Regions from separate parts of the Salmo salar genome. Here region 1 is linked to region 2. Evidence: chromatin contacts called from public Hi-C data. All regions are on one chromosome and are shown on one strand. The core of a region is the stretch at or near the end of the contact, and the rest is flanking DNA. Distances in the headings are between cores, read along the strand shown.

The links. Hi-C and Micro-C count contacts between places; a contact is called where the count stands out from the background.
Region 1: a Hi-C map of gill shows a contact between it and region 2, with 1.7 times the contacts expected there. The contact joins the enhancer-like site here to the promoter of LOC106587137 in region 2. A contact is called at or near these places in 2 of 3 Hi-C or Micro-C datasets (blood and gill).

The regions. Positions count from the first base shown.
Region 1 is chrssa26:10,932,758-10,938,799 of Ssal_v3.1, forward strand. No RefSeq gene overlaps it. Among protein-coding and RNA genes, the nearest start is that of LOC106587137, 44 kb to the left of the region's middle. Within about 2 kb of position 4,519, at least 6 of the 13 cell types and tissues checked have an H3K27ac peak or open chromatin away from gene starts, as enhancers often do. A contact at or near this core is called in gill, where this site is marked.
Region 2 is chrssa26:10,888,032-10,894,223 of Ssal_v3.1, forward strand. It overlaps LOC106587137 (G1/S-specific cyclin-D1), which reads right to left and starts at 4,033. Exons shown (of 5, transcript XM_014175183.2): 1 at 3,516-4,033; 2 at 1,916-2,131; 3 at 1,302-1,461; 4 at 28-176. The coding sequence starts at 3,713.

The sequences.
Region 1 (6,042 bases), core at 3,269-5,768, 45 kb after region 2:
GAAGTTAAAGCTTGGTCGCAAATGGGTCTTCCAAATGGACAATGACTCCAAGCATACTTCCAAAGTTGTGGCAAAATGGCTTAAGGACAACAGAGTCAAGGTATTGGAGTGGCCATCACAAAGCCCTGACCTCAAACCTATAGAAAATGTGTGGGCAGAACTGAAAAAGCATGTGCGAGCAAGGAGGCCTACACACCTGACTCAGTTACACCAGCTCTGTCAGGAGGAATGGGCCAAAATTCACCCAATTTATTGTGGGAAGCTTGTGGAAGGCGACACGAAATGTTTGACCCAAGTTAAACAATTTAAAGGCAATGCTAACAAATATTAATTGATTGTTTATGGTGGCAGGTAGCCTAGTGGTTAAAGCATTAGACTAGTAACCGAAAGGTTGCAAGATCAAATCCTGAGCTGACAAGGTAAAAAAATCTATTGTTCTGCCCCTGAATAAGGCAGTTATTCCACTATTCCTAGGCCGTCGTTGAAAATAAGTATTTGTTCTTAACTGACTTGCCTAGTTAAATAAATGTAAACTTATGACCCACTGGGAATGTGACGAAAGAAATCAAACCTGAAATGTATCATTCTCTCTACTATTATTCTGACATTTAACATTCTTAAAATAAAGTGGTGATCCTAACCGTCCTAAGACAGGGAATTTTTACTAGGATTAAATGTCAGGAATTGTGAAAAACTGAGTTCAAATGTATTTGGCTAAGGTCTATGTAAACTTCCGACTTCAACTGTATATCGTCAAAAAATAATATCCCGATATCTAACTGTATCGATGTTTCCCCCCATCACTAGTAGACAACAAAAGTACTAAGAAAACAATGACTTCTTATAATTCTAATATTCTAAATAATAATGATGATAATCACAAAAAAAAACACTGAGTCAATTGTCCAACTTTGAGACAGGTCCATACAGTGACTACGTGGATGGTAGTGTAGTTACATAATAATTCTCTGCACATGCCCCACTCCACTAACTTCATCCATTCCAGATTAATGCTGCTGGTTTTATGTCTCATATCAACAAGTGTGATCAGCCACCTTCCCCCTACCTTCCCCAGCCCTGCCTTGCCCTGTTCTCCAATCCATTCCACAGGCCAAATTGATTTTGATAGCTCAGCGCCTTGGCCTAGTTCCATGAACAATAGACAAGGGTCCAAACCGCAGACCTCCGTGCGCCCCCCGACAGTTTGGCTGAGGCCAGTTTGTGGCCCATCCTCAATGGAACCACCCTTTAAGAGGACCCCCCCCGTCCTGATCCCCACAGCCCAGACCCCCAGACATGTGCTGCAGAGGTCCCAGTTGAGACATGCCCTCACCGTCCCCCGTCCCTCCATCTTCTGTCCTCCTTCCAGTTACACAGTCTGACAGGTGGATGCCATGCACCCCCACTAATGAGCACTGAGGGGAGGAGGGAGAGGGAGCTGTGTTCCCCTGAAGACAACTGGGAACTTGTTTCAGTAAGGACAAGGCTTGGGCGGATGAGAATGGGTGGTGCAGGCAGATTTTGGGCGGTTTTGGATGTAAGGTGTTAGATGTATGCAGCGGGGAGTTAGGGAGGCGGGTGGACTGGCGGGTGGGTTCCCTCCATTCTTGGAAGATGCAGTAAGACCATCTATTAAGACCAGTGAGGTTATTGATCCACTTATGCTTGATTATGTCTGAACAGTGAGGGACACCGGAACACTGTGTGAGTCTGTTCAGCCTCCTCCGTACACCCGCATCTCTGCTCGTCTGCATCTCATTTGAGACAATGCAACGGCCCCTCACTTTAAAGGCTCATAAAAGAACATCAAGCCCGCTGCAGAGCTGAAAGAACTGGCCATTGTTTGGCATGTATTGACATCAAGTTCACGTTTGTTTATTAGACGTGTTTCCATATGGGAAGGATATGGTGGCTGGTTTGATGCTAATGTTCAGACACCAACACTAGAGGTTTTTAATGGTTGCGGAGTGTCTGCATTTGCACCATCTGGAGGTGTTTGCAGATAATTATGACACAAAAGGGGGCAGAGCTCATGAAATCCTGCGGCTGCATTGTTTACAGCTCCAGACTGCAGTGCTGCCTTTGAGCTCAGTCTTTATACTGAATATAAAGCAGCGTAGATTAGATCATCAGGCTGCTTACAAGGGAAAGTACACTCTTAGAAAAAAAAGATGCTATCTAGAACCTAAAAGGCAGTCCCGATGTAGGAGAACCCTTTTTGGTTCCAGGTAGAACCCTTTTAGTTCCAGGTAGAACCCTTTGTGGTTCCATGTAGAACCCTTTCCACAGAGGGTTCTGCATGGCACCCAAAAGGGTTCTACCTGAATCCAAAAAGGGTTCTACATGGAATCAGAAAGGGTTATCTTATAGGGACAGCCGAAGAACCCTTTTGGAACCCTTTTTTCTAGGAGTGTATAAAGAAATATACTACTGGGCAGGTCATCAAACTGGTTTCTGCACAGAAGACCAAGGTAGACAAGATGTCAACATGTTAGACTCTCTACTAGTGTCATAATGTCCAAAGGGCAGGTTATAGTACCTTTTTGTGTCTGTGTCGCTCTCTTTCTCTCTCTCTCTCTCTCTCTCTCTCTCTCTCTCTCTCTATCTCTCTGTGCATGTGTGGGAGAGAGAGAGACAGACAGAAAGAGACAGAGACAGAGAGAGTAAACAGGAGCAAATCATTACACTATTCTAAGCTGCAAAGCAAACAAAAACATAATTAGATTTTCTACTGTTTTGACTGGACATAGTCTTATCATACAAACTTGTTGTGTCTTTAATCAGACTGCTGTAAGGTCATTGTGAGTCAACTCCGTTATTGAAAAACAGAACTTTTATTGTAAGGCTCAACGCATCTAACTGGACCTCCCATGAGCCAGACACTTGTTTTCTAACAGGACACCACTAAATGCTAGATGCCAGTTGAATGTCAAATATTTTGATGGGCCAAAAGAGCAAGCCCCACATAATGCAATCCTCCAGACTGCTTCTGCGCTACCCCATACCAAATACATACCACACGCAGTATCGTATCTACAGGAAACTGGCCCAAAACCTCCTCTGTCTGCCTTTTCAAGGGGGACAATGACTCACATTTGGGCATACCACATTTTTGAGGAGGGTCTTGAGCAATCTGTCGCACTCTCATTCACAACCCAATGTATTCAGCTGTATTCAGCACACAGGATTTCCCCACGAAAAGAATGAACAAAAAATATATAATGATACAAAAACAATAAGGGGACTTCTCAAATGAAAAGTATAAACAGACAAAGAAACGGCAGAGACAATAAGAAACATGCAATCAGGGAAAATACATTGTACTGTAAGATAAGAAAGTTAAATTGTCTCAGAGGCGTTTCCAGATCTCAACGGGTCATATGAGACATCAAATAATGCCTCTTGTTAGAAGAATGAAATGAAAATAAACAAGACAAAAACACTGTGTGACTCAAGAAGCATGGGCCCTCTCAGTGCACGGAAGCTCTGACCAAAAAAAATTCAAAAATTGATTTCTTTATGTCACAGAAAAGCCTTTCTATTAATGTCTAAAAGGGTCAGCCGACTGGACCACAATGACCAGTTCATTCATTTAGTAAGGAATCTAATTTTCGGTGAAATTGCTCTGCAATCAAACAGCAAATACAATGCTTCTTTAACAGTCTATTCACAAGGTGTTAGGGTAAGGGGGTTACGTAGGGTCAGGGTTATACAGTCCTATGGCAGTTCATTCCTTCAAGGAATTAAAAGAAGACAAATGCTAACCTGCTCTGCCACACTGCAACGTAATCGCCCAAAAGACAACTATTGAATTCAAAATCCAGTCTCAAATATGTTGTTTGTTGTGTTTTGCCAGTGTTGTGCAACTAATCCTAAACCCTTATGGGAAATCTTAGATTTAGATTATGGACAGATGTCTTTTACGATTTTAGGAAAAGACATGTGAGTGGCAGGTGTAAGAGTGAAAACAATTGAGGAAATTCACTGTGGGTGTTTTTCTGAGCTCAGACCATTAGTAAAGAATTAAATGTATATACAGTATGTTGAAAGGAAAGTGCAAATAAGGGAGACACACTGACTAATCCTTACATTTCAAGCCCATTTCCTTTCTCCCTCCCATGAGCATACCCTGGCTGTCTAGAAAACCGACAAGGCTTTTGAGGAACAGGGATGTTGTGCAGCTAGAGACATGAGTCAAATTCCCAACTCAATAGCCTGAATATCTTTAGAGACGCAACGCTATAAGGCCATGTGAATTCCTCAAAGACCTCAACGATTAGATGACGTCAATAAAGAGAGAAAGAGAGTCTTGAGACTCTTGAGTTCATACATCGGCTAGTGCTCTATCGCTTAATAAAGAACTACGATTTAGGCAAGGGACAGTAGGAAGTGAAACCTTGCGGGTTGAATGAGATGCCTGCGGAGGAAGGTGTGCTGGGATATGATAGCCGCCACATTCACTGTACTTCCTGTGCTCTCACTTAGTCACTATGTGCTTCTGGATTTTCATGAATGGCTGCAGAGTGGGGCCTGCCTATTGGCTGGGCTGACACCCAATCACAAGGAGGGATAGTGTCTACACAGTGTGCAAAAGCCTCTGCTCTTTCAGATATACTGCTGCCTGCTTTTAATAGATAACCGAGAAGAGACCGTCCTCCATTCAATTACTGCCTTTTCCTCACCTCTCGCTTTCATTTTTCTTTAAAGTTTCACTTGCCAGCTTAGTTGTGGAAGAGTGTCTTTCTTGAGAGAATGTGCGGTTGGCTGTAGCCAGTCCCACAAGTCTCCTTCTCTGCCTCTGAAGGTTTCTGTTGGCATGACAGGAAAAAGCAGTTCAATGGCCATAAATTCCGCTCTTCGCATGGGGTCGGCATACAGGTTTTGCTGGGCGGAAACCTCGCAAAGGAAAAGGGCTGGTGCAGTGATATTACAGCAGCTGGCACATGGGGGAGGACAGTAGGGATAGAAGGTGGATTTAGCAGAATGGAAGGTAGAGGAAAGAAGGCATTGAGGTGGAAGGGAGGATTTGTCAGACCAGACACTCTGTATTATTTCCCTTAGATCGGTTTATGCTTTATGTCAGGTTCTTCCTGTCTGAGAGGTGCACTCTCATTTTGAGAAAACAAACAAAAAGTCGGATGAAAACTCCACGATGAGCCTTAGGTAGCCTTTATTGTGTTGATGAGTCATCATGTAAATGAATGTTAAACATATATATTTTGAGCAAGAGATTTTTCATATGTGTTAGATCAGCACTGTGGATGATCTTTCGAAGTTATAAATGCTGGGAAACTTTCTGTCAAGCTTAAAGCAGGGTTGAACTCACTGATTGCGCCTTGTTTTTTTCCCCTCCTCTTTATGAAATGTAACTGTTGTAACCGGTTCAAACGCTGTCCCGTGTTAGTGGACATGTGGGCATGATTGAAACCCAAACCCAACCCTCAAATATTCAATATCCAAATCTCGCAAATATTAGTTTTGGAAAATACTGAATTTATGACCAAAGTTATCCTACTTACACTTTTTAGTAAATTGTGGGACTAGAATTAATGTTAATGACCACAACCACAGCCTTTGTCAACCAGAGAAGTCTTTTTTTTGGTTCAGTTGCTCTTTAACAATTTGAAAACCCTCAACAATTTTTCTACTCCCTTGTAGGTTGTGGATGGGAGTGTTAACAATGACAGTGCATTTCTCAATATCTGCTTCAGTTACAGGCCCACCTAAATTCAGCAGAAACAGGGTATCAAGACTAATCTTATTAACACCCTTGGAAAAAATTGGGCTGCTCCTTGCTTCATTGATAAGAAACAGCTTTCACAGTTGGCAATGGGTGTACATGTTTCTTGATACTGTACGTGCAACAACTATTGAAGAACAAGCTTCTTAAAAGGAATATGTAGGGATTAAGGAAAATATAACTACAGATGTGGAGGTTGACATATTTAGACACTTGCTTTGATAGTTTACCATACCCATTATGCAAACATATACTGTTTTTGTCTTTGCCTCCCCTATACCTTTAATTCACTTTAATTAGTG
Region 2 (6,192 bases), core at 2,783-5,282:
AGGCCTGGAGAACTGTGTTTGACATACCGGGTCACTCCTGATGACTTGGGACAGAAAGTCAGTTAGGTTCTGGGATGACAGTGCACCATCTTTGCTCTTTAGGTACAGCCCCTGGACCGCTGCTGCCACACTGCCCGCTGCGATCATGGAGGGAGGGTTGGCGATGAATTTGACATCTACAGGGAAGACAAAATAAGAAAGACGGTAAGTACTTGAGTTGTAAAGCGAAACATCTGAAACAGATCATTGTCCAAATGGTACACCTGAGCTTTCAATAGGATTAATGTGGTAAATAAAACAGGCAGAGCTATCAAGTACTGTACGCAGGGGTAGAAAGAGACCACGGCAGATGGAGGGTATGTGAGGGAGGCCATTCTAGGCTGTGGCAGAATGAGGTACTGTAGGGGACAATGGAAATCCTGTTGCTCCTTTCCACTCACAATATTCTGAATGTGCTTTATTTCACGACCGGCTACTGACAGGACACCGGTGCTCATGCACACAGACTTCCAAGAACAATACATCTAGCTCATCGACAAAAATAGGACAGGTACAAAAGTACTTCCAGCACACCACTTCAAAACTTTTTCCAAGAAGAAAGGAAATACCACTCCTTCCTACCCGTTTCCCCCACATAAATTATAGTTTTAAACCCCATTGAGCTGATCTCCTCTGAAGAGGTTAGCACCCCACTTCCTACTCCAAGTGCATGAAAGGTGACCATGAATCTAGAGGAGTGTCCATCCCCCAACTGACCCCCCCCCCCCAATGCATGCAGTAGATATAATTTCACAAATAAATGCATTAACAGCACAACCGGTTTCATTTTCCACAATAGCCCTAAAACACACCCCAGCGACAACTCATTCAAAATCTACTGAGTAAACCCTGACTTTGGGGAGAAACACCACGCAAACAAACCAACTTGGTGAGAAGCAAACTCATACTCATATAAAACTGATCTGGAGAAAAGAGATAGCACTGACTCCATTCCAGTATCTCCTCTACTTGTCCACACTACACAGTGACTGAGACACCTTCCATAAAACATGTTAGGCCTTGTACACTCAAACATTCCTGCACCAGAGCCCATACCCCCAATCATTTACATTGACCATTGGCCACTTGGGGGCTTTCAAGGAAGAAGAGGTATCCTCACAAGTGGTAAAAATGCTAACAAAAAAATCTATATCTTGCATCGAAACACATATCTTAGCCATTGGTCCCTGAAAAAGTGGTTATGGAGCAGCGACAGGAAAAAGCTCACACTAAAACAGACAATGGTTCCGGTGTGGGCCTACCTGTTGCACAGAGAGCCACGAATGTCTGGGCATGCTTGCGCAGAATCTGCTTCGTGTTCTGATGGATTGGTAGCTTGGAGAGGAAATGGTCTATGAAATCGTGAGGTGTTACCGATGCTAGATCCCACTTCAACTTGTTTAGAGTCAGTAGTTCCATTTGCTACAAAGAAAGACAAACAAGACGTGCGCAATGAGACAATCGAACTTCACAAGTGCCTTCACATAATTGATTCTACATTTTACGTTATCCACTAGAGGGAGATGTCGCCCTCGTCATGTCATTGCGCTACACTGGCCTAACCGCTGTAGGATATCATGTGAAATGTACAAGAATCCAAACTCTTTCTTTGATGCAAACTTTCTTTGAAATGAACACCAAAAAAATTATGCAATAATGATTTAGATCCAGTCGAAGAGAAACTAAGAGCCAATAGGCCTACAAACTGGATGCATTGTAGTAGGCTACCTGTAGGCATATGCCTATATGCTACCATTGCATTATGAGATAGCCTACTATGGAAATGCTCAATAAAATTGCCTATCCGATATTAAATGGATTATAACTACAGCCATATACAGAGTGTATATGTAGAAGATTGACATTGCTCATTTACCAATAGATCGCTGGGCCGGATGGAGTTGTCGGTGTAAATGCACAACTTCTCTGCAGTTAAAGGGACCGTTTCCTTCATCTTTGAGGCCAAAAACATACAAGTAGCTCCCAGGAGTTGTAATCTGGTTTTATTTGTGGGCTCCACAGACAAAAATCTATCCAAGTAGTTCATAGCCAGGGGAAAAACCTCCTCCTCGCATTTCTGTTCCTCGCAGACCTAGAAGTGAAAACAGCAATTTAGCCTATATCCCCAAATTACAGTAGCCTTTAATATAGGACTATAAGTGCATTCAGGTCGATTGTATATACCAATAAATAGGCCTGTCCATAAGTGAAAACGAAATACTGTAATGACAACACTACGCATTTAAAAAAAAAAATTATCCTTCCATTCCATAAGGCTGTCCTTAATACAATAGCTATGGCCTAATTATAGGCTTTAGCTGGCGCAAAGTAGGCTATAGTCTGCCAATGCAATTAACATAAAATCATGCATTTCGAAAAACTGAAACAGTTGCTTAAGCCTAATTAAAACGGAAATTGAAATAGTTGAGAATTTAGGCTGTTTTCAGTCGCTTCTTACTAAGACACAAAGGTGGCGTCAATGCAACTTTCCCCTGAAATTTCTAGTTCGTCATCTTTTCAAAAAAGAATAAAAAATATGTAAAAATTGTCCCGGTTTGTGAAATTAGCATGTAAATGATCCTTATGGTATACCTTATCGGATAGTTTTAAGATGTGTCGAATTTTCATATAGTAAACATATAAAAACCATTTAATTTACAGGACACCGCTCTTTCTCGTGGAGCGTGCGACATTTAGATCTTGTGCGGACTCACAATTTCTGAAATTAATAAAAAATGTATGTCAACATAAGACTCCATCTCTAACTACATGTAAATGTTGATTAATCGATATAGTATCATATCCGACCATTGAAAATGCATTCTTATTTAACATTTTTGTGAAAATGATCATGTTTCCAGAGCGACCTTCAGAAACTGCAGGAACAGCAGCCTGATAAGTAAGCCGAAACAAAACTTTATGGTTTTATATAATCATTTTTCGCTATCTGTGCGACAGGATTATAAGTGCATACCCAAGATATACTTTTCGACTTGCTGATTGAGTTACTGTCATTGCCGACATTATTAAAGATTTTTAATGATATTAAAAACCTACGCATACGACAACAAAGATGGCGCATAATACTGGCAAGAGTAAGACTGCATACGTGTACATTGCTATTAATTTGGAACATTTTTTCAATCTAAATACATTTCCTAAGTCCCGACAAAGAAAAGAATCGAGCAGCTACATTGCAAGTGTTGTAATTAATAAACACACACAATACCTGGGAAATAGCCTAATAGGCTACAACAGTGTTCCAAATCTATTTTAGCCTACTTGGACAACCGTTACAAATGAAGCATTAGCCCACTACATGTCAGTATGTTTACATAATATGAATGATCATGCTTGGAAAGAATAAACGTACGATGCATAAAACGACCAATTCAATACATTGCGTCCAGAGGGCATGGTTAGTGTTAGAACACAAAAGTTTAAGCAATGCATCTAGGCATCATAAATGTACACACCTCTAACATCCATGTAGCCACAATTTTCCTCATTTTAGGTATTATTTCTTTCTGGACACACTTGAAGTAATTCGGAGACGGAAGGTAATTTTCCTCTGCTTTGAGCATTGTCTGTAGAACTCGGTCATTTAGTAAGTTGGCGTCTTGGTAAGCTCTTCTGATGGTTTCCACTTCACAGCACAACAGCTGGTGTTCCATATCTTTTGCGGTAGTAGCTTGCGTTTTCTGGGCTGAATAAATAGTCAAAATGTGTGCTTCTTGTTAAGAGTGAGTGAGGCTCCGTGGATGCTGCTTGCTGCTCCTACAGTGTAAGCCCTCTGAGAGCTCCAACGCTTCACCCTTCTAGACAAAACTCCCCTTCAGAGGGCTATGCGATGACGTTAACTGTTGTTAAGGAGGAGATCAAAGCAACAGCGAGTCTGAGAGAGCGGAGCTAAGGAGTCTATAGAGAGAGGAGGATAACTCTAAAGAACTACCCCTCTAAAGTTTCCAAGTCCTTCCAATCGCTGCTTATCCACTCCTATAGGTATGGAAATGGGAGGTCCCAGTATTCTGGGTGGCGTAGCCTATACAGCGGGGAGTCAGGAGGGGGTGAAGAGAACGTACACTGAGTGGTGGGGTTTCGAGGGAGGAGGGATGTAGGGCTAGTGTCGGTATAGGGAAGTTGGTTATGCAGAGATTAATGTGAATTGGTTCAATTTTGATAGGGGGCGGTATAGACACATTCATGAAACCTCCTTGTTAAAACAAGCTCTGAGAATAGCTCCGGCTTCTCTTCTCGTCACCCAGTCGAACATGAGGTGAGCACATGGGCAAGCTTCTAACACACAAAGACATTTAACAGTGGGAGATGTATTTTTTAAATCACTTTAACATAATCATTATGCAGCAATTCATATACTTGTTCAGATTGCAGGCATATTCAATAGACCTATACATCACAAAACCCGTAAAAAAGCATATAAAACTATCAGAGCCATTCAATAAGGCAGGCAATTGAATATTTCAAGACTAAAACACGATGTGCAAAGTCGTTTACGTTAAAGCCTAACCTAATAATAATTTCATTATAAACATCTATAATTTAGACAAATTAGCCTATTATCAATATTGATTTCAGGTTTCAGTTTAACTTTACGGCATTAAACTTGGCACAACAAAAGTGCACTACCTCACTTTACAGTGCTGTGTGTGTGTGGAAATAGTAATGTACAAGATGAATAACGTGGTGACTGAAATAAAAGTTTAAAAACGTGACCCCCCCCCTCTCTTATCTCTCTCAATTCAATTCAAGGGGCTTCATTGGCATGGAAAACATTTGTTTACATTGCCAAAGCAAGTGAAATGGATAAACAAAAGTGAAATGAACAATAAAAAGTGAACAGTAAATATTACACTCACACAAGTTCTCTCTCTCTCTCTGACTGGGGAGGAGACCGAAATTAGTCTAAACCAATAGGAGGAATTGCTGTTACCAGGCAGAAGACGACCAAGCACTTCTGGTGAGAGTGTTGAAATGTTGTATTCAAATTAAAGTTACCGATAATAATGTGATGGGTTAAAATACCATTGGCAGTAGGCCAAATAAAAACGTGTTGAACTGTTCTGTTATCTAACATTCTAAAAATAACAAAAAAGTACAGTTTGAAAAGTAAGGTAGGTATGTTTTTTTTGCCTTTAGAGCAGTTGCAAGTCATGGGAGCGGAATATCAATATAATTGTTGTTGTGTGGAAGAGGATCTAAATAAGGGATCAATTCTGTGAATAGTCCAAATCAGATTTGTCATAATTGTTCTACGAGTCGCAATAACATTTAATCTCAGTCTTATCAAGAGGAATAGGAGCTTTCGCATTCTTAACATTCCTCTCCATAGGCTATTGAATAGCTTCCTAAAACTCCCGAAAGAGGCTTTCTTTTTGTCAAGACTTGCTATTGCTGACTGAATGTGGGTGACTCATTCACCTTTACACGTTTTTAAACTAAGCTTATTTTCAATCAAAATCGATGTTAGCTTCTTTGTGATTTTTATCATTACCCATATGGCCTATAAGGTTGGCCTAGTATTCTTATCACCCAAGTTCCACATTATTACACTCTTTTCAACTCTTCTCATATTTTTAGAACATTATGCAAACCATGTGCCAAAATCCCTACATATTTTCTGCAGGGGCTACAGCTAAACTTAGGGTATGGCAAAGTTACAGTGGGGTATTTTCTACCACAGCCATCTTCCACCTCTGCACTGTTTTGAGAGAAAAGTAATGCTGTTCCCTGCAGCGGTGTCAATCCACTCTCCATCGATGGGTTGGCTGACAAAGTCACAAAATAATGCATACGCATGGATAGGGCCACAAGCCCTGCTTCGCTGTGATTCTAAATGGTCAGATAGCTAGCAACAATGACAAGAAGCTGCCATGTGGGGAATGGTAGGCGTCTCATTTCAGCTAGTTTTATCTTGTTCTTGATACCTGTCCCCAATTGTCATACTTGAGTAAAAGTAAAGCTACTGTAATATAAAATGACTAAAGTAAAAGTAAAAGTCACCCAGTAAAATTCCACTTGAGTAAAAGTCTAAAAGTATTTGTTTTTAAATATACTTAAGTATCAAAAGTAAATGTAATTGCTAAAATATACTTAAGTATCAAAAGTAAAACTATAAATCATTTACAATTCCTT